Linked DNA regions of Mus musculus: all the other regions are linked to region 2. The links are chromatin contacts, called in public HiChIP or PLAC-seq maps. All regions are on one chromosome and are shown on one strand. The core of a region is the stretch at or near the end of the contact, and the rest is flanking DNA. Distances in the headings are between cores, read along the strand shown.

Region 1 (2,700 bases), core at 176-2,675, 640 kb before region 2:
CTGTAGAAAAGATTAGGGAGTTCATGTCACATTTCTCACACAAGTTTTCTGTATGCATCTCACATCTCACTAGCATCTTAAATCTCCACCTAACTGTGTGCATTTAGTACTGAGTCCTGGGTCACTTTCAGATACTCTGAAGTGCCTTCTCTGGGCCACTGTCTCTAGCTAGCTTTCTTCTTTGTCCACAGTTTTTTTGTGATTATAGATATGTATTTGCCACCATATTTGTTTGTTTCAATGTATTTTTGGAGAATCCTGGAGGATCTTGAGCCAACGGTCAACTTGAACTAACTAGGGAAACTTGTGTCTCAGGAAAAAAAAACAAAAACAAAAATGGCAAAAATTTCATAATTAAGATTTGAAATTTGGAGAGAGGGGTTGAAACAGTGGTACTCTGTGTAGCCCTGACTGTATTGGGATTCTCCCTGTAGACCTTCTTGGCCTTGAACTCAAGAGCTCTCCTTGCCTCTGCTTCCCAAATTCTCAGATGTGAGATTCTTCAATCCATAATCTATGCAAATATTCCTAAATCTTCAAACCTCCAAAATTAGGAACATTTCTGGTCCTAAGGGATACTCCAATAGCAAGAACTTGGTATTTATAGTGTATATTAGTGGCTGGATGGACTGTTATTACAAAACTTTATTTGGATGTGGTATGTGTGATTCTTATGGTTTATGTTCCTATATTTAACCTTTATAGTATTAATCTTCAAAATATATTTCTGACCAAACCCCTTTTAGACATTATGAGTTGAATAAGCAGGACATTTTATATTCCTGATATATATATATATATATTTATAATCCAAAGAACTAAAAAAATTGGCTGAATATTGGACTACACATTCATGTTTGCTTAGTATTGTTTGTTGGTTGGTTTATGTTGGACATTAAATCCAGGGCCTCCGTTCATGCTAGACTCAACCACACTCTATTTCTGAGCTACATTCCAGCCTTACATGTGTTCTTATTTCATCATAAAAATTTATGAGATGGGGATTTCCCATCAAATGTGGAAACTAAGAATAAATTCTTAGGTTGCATAGCCTAAGAGGTGGTGATACAAGATAGAGCTTAAGCTGCAATCTGCCTAATTCTGAAACTTGGATCCCAGATTTCTACCCATTTTTGTTGTTTAGAATTTCTGTTGCTTAAACTCAGACCATTAAAATATGTCAAAGAGGTTTAGCAACAACAGCAGTCTTGCCATTTGGGTTAGATAACCCTTCACTGTGGGAGGCTGTCTCAGTCTTTGAAGGGTGTTTAGTAGTACTCCTGCTGTTACATAAGTAACACTCCCCCAAACCAGTTGCGACTACCAAAAATGTCTACAGAAATCGTCAAGTGTCCCCTGGGGAACCCTCCTCCAGAAAACACTGATAAAGTGTTTCATGGCTTGTTGTCCTTTGATCTGTCTGCTCTCTTACTGAGGCATCTTGAAAGGAACTGGCAGTGGCTTCAAAGTATCTTCTTAGGGTAGTTACAGAAGCCAGAGCTCTGGTGGCTTCATGCCTTTCATTGCCCCCACTTTGTCTTTTCTCTTTTGTTTGTGATTTTCTTAAATAAAATGCAGCTGGATAAAGTGGTATTTATGAAGTTTTTTTTTTTTTTTACACAGGTATCCATTCAGTAGACATTCAGATCACTTCAATTATAGCCATTAGTGCTAGTAAAAAGAAAGCAATTTACATGTTCTAATTATAGTGGGGACTATAAAATTTTTAGCAAGCTGGAAATGAAATGGCTTCCAGACTCCTCAGAGTTAATCTTCATCAGGGTTGTATGATTGACATGGTGGAGGACGTTAATGTGCAGTTCTTTTGGGGAACGGAGGAGGAGAGTGGAAATTGCAGTTTCTCTACTAATTGTACTTTAGGTGTCTCTTATGACAATTTCATGTTGTCTAGACAGAGGGAAATGGTAGAGAAGTTATTCCAGTGGATTCTCAGGTGCTGAGTCCGGATTTATGTGGTTGCTAATCAAGAACAGGGTGGAAGGGCAAGTAGAACATCCAGGAGGCAGATTGCCAAAGTCAGCTGCCACCAAGAGAAGCCCTCAGAACCCCAGATACCAAAAAAAAAAAAAAAAAAAAAAAAAAAAATGGCCTGTACTCCCAGCTCTGTGTTAGGTCAAGGACTAACTTGTTACATGAGGATGTGAGCTGGAAAAGCTGACCCTGTGATGGCTAATAAAACCCAGCCTACCCTGCTTTCTTTTACATCTCTTGTAAGGCTCTATTTGCTTCCTCTCCTTGCCTTTCTGGTTTGGGCCTAAAGATTTTACTTCTCATTATATAGTATTTTAACTATGTGAAGGTCAAGTCAAAGCCTGCTATTTAAAAGATGTTTTATCACAGTATTTTATGTATATGGGTGTTTACCTGGCAAGTATAACTGTGCACCATGTGCATGCCTGGAGGCCTTAAGAGAGTATTGGATCCCCTGGAACTACAGTTATAGATAGTTGCAAACCACCATGCAGGAATGAAACTCAGGTCCTCTAGAAGAGCATGAAGTGCTCTTAACTGCTGAACTACTTCTCCAGTCTTGGTTGTTACTCTTTTTTTTTCCCCCTCTCATTTATTTTGGCCTTGTTCTGAATTGTTTTGTTTTTGTTTTGTCTTGTTTTATTAACTTTTAAAGACAGGGTTTCTTTGTGTGGCTCTGGCTGTCCTGGAACTCATAATAATCCCCTT
Region 2 (2,943 bases), core at 90-2,589:
CTCTTGGAGAGGAAAGAGTGGACGCTGAGAGCCACGGTCTCCTGGGAACTACCTCACTCATCTGTGCAACAAGGCCATAAGCAAACACCTCTCATAACAATGCAAACAAACCAAGCTACTGCAGGGAGGCCTTTAGACAGTGATGGGAACATGGTGTATCAAAACGTCTTGTTTCTGAAGACTGGTTACAGAGAAAATACATCAGATGCCGATTTATTATGTCACAGCATGCTGGGAAAGGGTTCAGCCTCCTGGGAGTTATCACCGAATCTTCATATTGTGTTCTTGTTTTTCCACATCAGCTCCTAAAAGTCTCATCTGTAATGGCCCAGCTCTCCTAAAAAACACTTCATGACAACAGGCGGAAGAGCTGACGGGTGATGCAACCCTCTTTGAATATCTTTCTAGCAACGTTATAACTACACAGGGATCCTCTCAGATGGGTTAGGGGACCTCCTGAGAGATTGCTCATTGGGTAAAGGCACCCGGCTTTCCACCCTGGAACCGTATGGTGAGTGAGAACCTGCAAGTCGTCCTTTTAACTCTATACACTGCCATGCCATGCATGTCCTTTCCCAATCAATGTTTTTTAAAAAAAATGCGTCAAGAACACAAAAGTGCCATTACCCGATGATGCCCTTGGGGTCTTTTTAAAACCGGCTAATGCTAAGCTAGGTTCCCTGATCACCACCACGTTTGTCTGTGAAGAGAGGTTACGCGGGATGGGAAAAGAGGCGTGGGGGAGAGTCAAACAAATCCGAGGCTTAGGGAAGCCCTTGGGGGGGGGGGGTCCACGAGGGGCTACTTCTCTTGAAGAAGCTTTTCTCCGCTCCCACAGCACACCCCTAAAAGCCCAGTCCCCATTCTTCCAGGGACTGGCTGCAGATCCTCCCTCAGGTTGACTTCGCGTTTTTGACGAGAGTCTCGTCAGCATAGAGGGACCTCTGTCCCCCAGGCCTCCCAGGAGTTCAGAGCGGGCCACACTGGGCAAAAACGCTGTGTCAGAGTGGCCGCAGGCTGGAGTTCCTGGGCCCAGGGGAGTCCGCTTGGTGTTGCCACCCCGCAGCATAGGGTCCCCTCACCTCCATCGGTTGATGCCCACAGACGAGGAGGCCGCGAACCACGGGTCGAGGATGTAGACGCAGCGCACACAGCGCGCCCCGCGCACGGCAGCTAGCAGCGCGGGGTTGTCGTGGAGCCGTAGTCCTTTGCGGAACCAGTGCACCGAGGACGCGCCGTCCGCGCCCATCGATTGCGCGGGGACCGTCGCTGCCACCACAGCAGCCGCCGCCATCGCCGCCTGGACTGGGTCTCGGTCTGCCGCTCCGCCCGACCGCCCCGTTGGTCCCGCCCAGCGCCCGCCCAGCGACCTATGATGCAGCCTCTCCCTGGCATGACTCCGCCCCAAGGAGTCTGGATCGCCTCTGTGATTGGGTGAGACCCGGTGGGACCCTCCCTCTGTTCCATTGGTCAGCAGCGTCGGCGCAGGCTCCGCCCCCTCACGTTCCCACCATGTGTGGTCCCGCTTGGTAGCCACCCGCCGGTGACGCAGGACCGCGCTGCGTCCGCCCCGCGTGGGCTGAGTCTGGAGGGACCTCGGATCTCCTACGCATTTCGCGTCCCCGGGAAAGACAGGGGTTGCGGTGACTCCGGCCGGTGGCTGACAGACCTGTTACCGGGCCCTTTCTAACAGTTCATTGTCCTGTTCATATGTGAGGCTGAGCGGTGATTGCCTTACACAAACTGTCCTATTTTCTATTTTCATCTCATCCTGGTAACGTTCATTTCATAAACACGAATAAAACAGATGCTTGTTAGTCTTACTCTGCAGATGAAGTAAGCTTAGGGCGCCCCAGTTTGAATGACTTGCGCAATACCATGAATCCAGTAAGATTCCACTCAGAATCTTCCGATTTCAAAATCCACTTCCTCGCAGAGAATCTTGGTATTTGCATACAGAAAGGCATAAGGATAAAGGAGACGCCCTTTTATGCGGCAGGAGTGGGTTTGGGAGAAAGGACAAAGGTTTCAGAGGACGTGGGTTGAGGCAGTAATTATGCCCTCAAATGAATTCATTTCTTTTACGTTCTGTTTAGCAGACACAGTGCAGTTATTTTGCACAAAACTCTGAACTGGATTCTATGTGGGAATCAGAGATGTGCAGGGCAATATTCTCCTGTCTCCTTTGGGAATCCTTTGATTCTTTGGAGATTCTGGCAGAGTTTGCTGATTGAACAAGTGCAGCAACCGTTGCACTTGGGCTAAGATGGGCTAGTTGGGATGGAGGGCTGGAGCTATCCAGCAGAGAACTGTTCCGATTTGTCCTTGTGTTGATCCTATGGGTAGTCACCTTCCCCATCTTGGGAATGAGCAATGAAAGAATCTAGAATTTAGTCAGCAATTTAATGGCATTAATTGGCACCACTCTCTGACTACAGCGTCATTACGAGCCTCTCATTTCCAGCGCTTTGGACATGCTGTTCTCTCACATCACATGCCCCAGCCCACACCCTCGTGCCTCCTGTTTTCCCTGTGACAGCTGTTATTTTCCAGTTTCCTGGGCCCAACCTGCACAGGGGCTCACCTCATTTGGTGTCTTCCCCCCACCCTCCGGTTTTAGTACATAGTACTGGGATTGTTTAGCTATTGTATGTCAGCTCCATCAGACTATAATCTAGCTCAGTACTTGGTACCGAAGGATCATATGAATCAAACATAAGAGGCTTGCATTGGCCAGAGCCTTAAAGTCATCCAAGTCTCTGCCCGACTCTCTCCTTTGAATCTCTTCTGCAAGTACTTGATGAGTGAACTGATATTCCCTATGCTTTTCTTTAAACACTTGGGTTTTTTTCATTATTTTTAATCTCATGTTTAGCTGTGTGTCTGTGTAGGAGTGACGGCAAGTGTCTAGTGGACTCCTGAATAGAGTGTTTCTGGGGGTTG
Region 3 (2,811 bases), core at 34-2,533, 610 kb after region 2:
CACCCTACACCATCAACCAAGACCTAGGAAAGTCCCTGCCTTCCTCTTCGGGGGACAGGGGTGCCACGGGAATCACACTTCATGGAAAACTATTCTGCTTCAGATAGACAAAACTCCCAAAGTTTATAGGGTTCTCAAGATGAAAAGAAGGCTCCCTTCACTGCTCGCAGTCCCCACGCACAAAGGACTGGGCGTGCTTCTTTCTGATCACTCTTAATCACAGACCACGGCTGTCCTCCACACGAAGCCATGGTCAAAAAAAACAAAAGACAGACTTTCCTTCTCTAGGTCATCAACTGATTCTAAGGGTCTGAGCTCCAACTCAGATGGGCTCAAGACACTAGCAACTTTTTGCCTTATTAGCCCAAGGCTGCTCAGTAGTCCCTGCAGCGACTTGCCTAGGGCACGCTGGCCTTGACAGAGGAAGGTCATTGGCCACCAAGTTTCTGCAGTTTCTGCATCACATAGTACCTTGGGGACCGGGAATGAGGAGGTGGGGGGTGGAGACGACACTCAGGGGCGAATTCCCGAAGAGTCCGTGCTGCAACCAAGACTTAAAATAGATAAAAGGCACGCCCTCCCTCTGCCGCCCCAGGCCCGCGGCAGGTCACAGAGAGGCATGCGGTCCCTAAGCCCCCCAGCCCGGCCCCGAAGCACCGGCGACCGGGTCCCTGCAACTAGGCCAGCGGCTGCATCCCGCCCTCGCCCCGCCCTGCCCCCTGTCTACGCGCTCTCTTTGCGAACGCCGGGCCCGAACAGCCGCTCCCATTGGCCGGCGGCCGCGTCCGTCAGCGCGCGGCGGAGCCGAGGAAAAGGCTACAGTGGAACAAGGCGGGCGAGTGCGCGGAGGAAGGAGGCGGAGGCTGGGCCGCCCGAGGCCCGCGTCGGGCGGTGGCGACGACCTGCGGGCCCGGGCCACCTTGAGACCCGCCCCGCTTCCGGTGCTCCGGTCCGTGCCCCGTCGCCTGCCTGCGCCCCCGCTCCCCAGTGTCCCCGCGCGCTCTTCGCCGCGGCCCCCGCGCCGGTTGGCGAGCCGCCCAGCGTCTTCCGAAGCCATGTTCACGTTCATGGCCACGGTGGCCACCGGGCCCACTCACCTTCGCGGGCTCCCACGCGGGGCGGCGAGCCGGGCCGGGGCCGGGGCGGCGGGACGCGGCGGGACGGGGCGGCCGCGCGCGGGGTCCCCGGCCGGGCAAAGTTTCAGCGCCAGCGGCAGCGCGGCGGCGACTCGCTGCTGCTCTCCTCCCCTGCTTTGACCACCATCTTATTAGTACAGGAAATGACATGGAAAACGGAAGAAAGCGGCGTTTGGGGCAGACGCGGACCCCCCAATTCAGGGGGCCGGAGCCGAGCCTCGCTGAGCCCCGCGTCCCCCGAGCCGGCCCCGCGCGGGAGCTCGCGCGTCCCCGCCGCGCGCCCCACGGGGAGGGCGACGCTGCGGAGGAGGAGCGGGCTGCGCCAACTTTGTGCCTGGGATACTTTCTGGGGGTCGTGCTAGAAAGTTGTGGCGTTTGCGCAAGCCCATCCGAGGGTGCCTCCTGGCTCTGCCCGGCTTCGACGTTGTCGGTCTACAACCCAATAAATAGTCAGAGGGCGATAAATGCGTTTATAATTTTAACCCTTACAGGGTCCTCTTCCGGGCCCCTTTAACCCTTTGGTTGCTCAGCCGTTTGGAAGTATCAACTGAAGTTGGGTAACATGCGTCCCATAGAACACCAAGGGAAAAGGGCCCTGGGGCCTGTGAGAAAAATTAACTATTTACGTGGGGACTAAAGGGTGAGTGTCACTTGCTGTTCAGATCAAAGTACAGTACCAAATCTGAATACAAAGCTGGAACGGGACTGTGTCCTAACTTAACTTGCCTAGTGCCTCATTGTATCCATCTGCAAAATGGCACCCAGCAAGAAAGATAGTGAAGGGATGTAGTAAGGCTGGGGTGTTTAAAGGAAGTGTGAGTGGTCAGAGGGAACCAGAACAACCCTACCCCAAGCCCTTCTTTGTAATGACCCCAAGGGGAGGCTGCTGCAGGGTGGGTTCCCTGGCCGAAGGAGGGCCTCACCTTAGGCTGGAAGTTGCCAAAAAGGATTCTACCTGAGTAAGAGATCTTGGAAGGCCTGCCCAGTGCCAGGTAGTCCAGGAAGGTCCAGATAGTCCCAAGAAGGTGTCACCTCAGGGGAGCCGATTACCCAGGGAAAGGAGCTTCCACCAGGGCGATCCCAGAGGGCTTTCCAAGGTCAAGTACTCCTGAGGATGCTTTGCTTAGGAGACCTGATGGGGGCTGGGACAGGAGGCAACTTCTCTTATTTCTCTTGACCTTGGTAACATAAACGCTTCTTCGGCTCCCTTGTCTGTCACTTGCAGTATGACCTTGAGTGTCTGTAGCTATGACCCTGTTTCCTCTTCTTGCAAAGCTGTAAAGGTCCAGCTGCCAGCTCTAGGGTGAGCCCTGAGGGTGTATGTAAAGAGCCCAGAAGCAGCTGTAATGCTATGGAAATGGCTAGGTGCTTGCTGTGTGTCCACAGTGTAGCTTTCTGAAGCACCGGGTCGTGTGTGGGATATGGATGAAGACCTGGATCTGTGTATCCCATTGTGGCTCCAGCCCAGTCAGAAGTCTGTAGGACTACCTCAAGTTCTAACTAACACCTGGGAGAGGGCAGGCTCAGGAAGAGAGGCTGAGGAATTAGCCACTTGTCCCTTATGAGGGGAAGAGACCATACATGAAACAACATCAGGGGTGGGCCAGGAATCCACAGGACCACATGCCAGGAAGGCAAACAGTGAAGACCCAAGTGCCCAGGGGTTGGCACAGGG

The links. HiChIP or PLAC-seq counts read pairs in DNA pulled down with a chosen protein or histone mark.
Region 1: a contact with region 2 is called in an H3K4me3 HiChIP or PLAC-seq map of the SCID.adh cell line, with 8 read pairs. The contact joins the enhancer-like site here to the promoter of Cry2 in region 2. A contact is called at or near these places in 4 of 39 promoter capture datasets (the 3T3-L1 cell line, the HPC-7 cell line, pre-B cells and 1 more), 4 of 115 datasets of contacts at active chromatin or transcription factors (the SCID.adh cell line, differentiating embryonic stem cells, embryonic forebrain and 1 more) and 3 of 9 other capture datasets (adipose tissue, embryonic stem cells and liver).
Region 3: an H3K27ac HiChIP or PLAC-seq map of microglia shows a contact between it and region 2, with 7 times the contacts expected there. The contact joins the promoter of Prdm11 here to the promoter of Cry2 in region 2. A contact is called at or near these places in 3 of 39 promoter capture datasets (the 3T3-L1 cell line, the C10 cell line and stem cell-derived epiblast-like cells), 1 of 484 Hi-C or Micro-C datasets (embryonic stem cells) and 2 of 115 datasets of contacts at active chromatin or transcription factors (astrocytes and microglia).

Annotation. Positions count from the first base shown.
Region 1 is chr2:91,790,511-91,793,210 of GRCm38.p6, forward strand. The region is part of intron 7 of Ambra1 (autophagy/beclin 1 regulator 1); the gene reads left to right. Among named protein-coding and RNA genes, the nearest start is that of Ambra1, 62 kb to the left of the region's middle. Within about 2 kb of position 1,426, at least 12 of the 459 cell types and tissues checked have an H3K27ac peak or open chromatin away from gene starts, as enhancers often do. A contact at or near this core is called in the SCID.adh cell line, where this site is marked.
Region 2 is chr2:92,432,730-92,435,672 of GRCm38.p6, forward strand. It overlaps Cry2 (cryptochrome 2 (photolyase-like)), which reads right to left and starts at 1,340. Exons shown (of 12, transcript NM_009963.4): 1 at 1,083-1,340. The coding sequence starts at 1,294.
Region 3 is chr2:93,044,882-93,047,692 of GRCm38.p6, forward strand. Prdm11 (PR domain containing 11) reads right to left here and starts at 1,284. Exons shown (of 8, transcript NM_001368848.1): 1 at 1,098-1,284.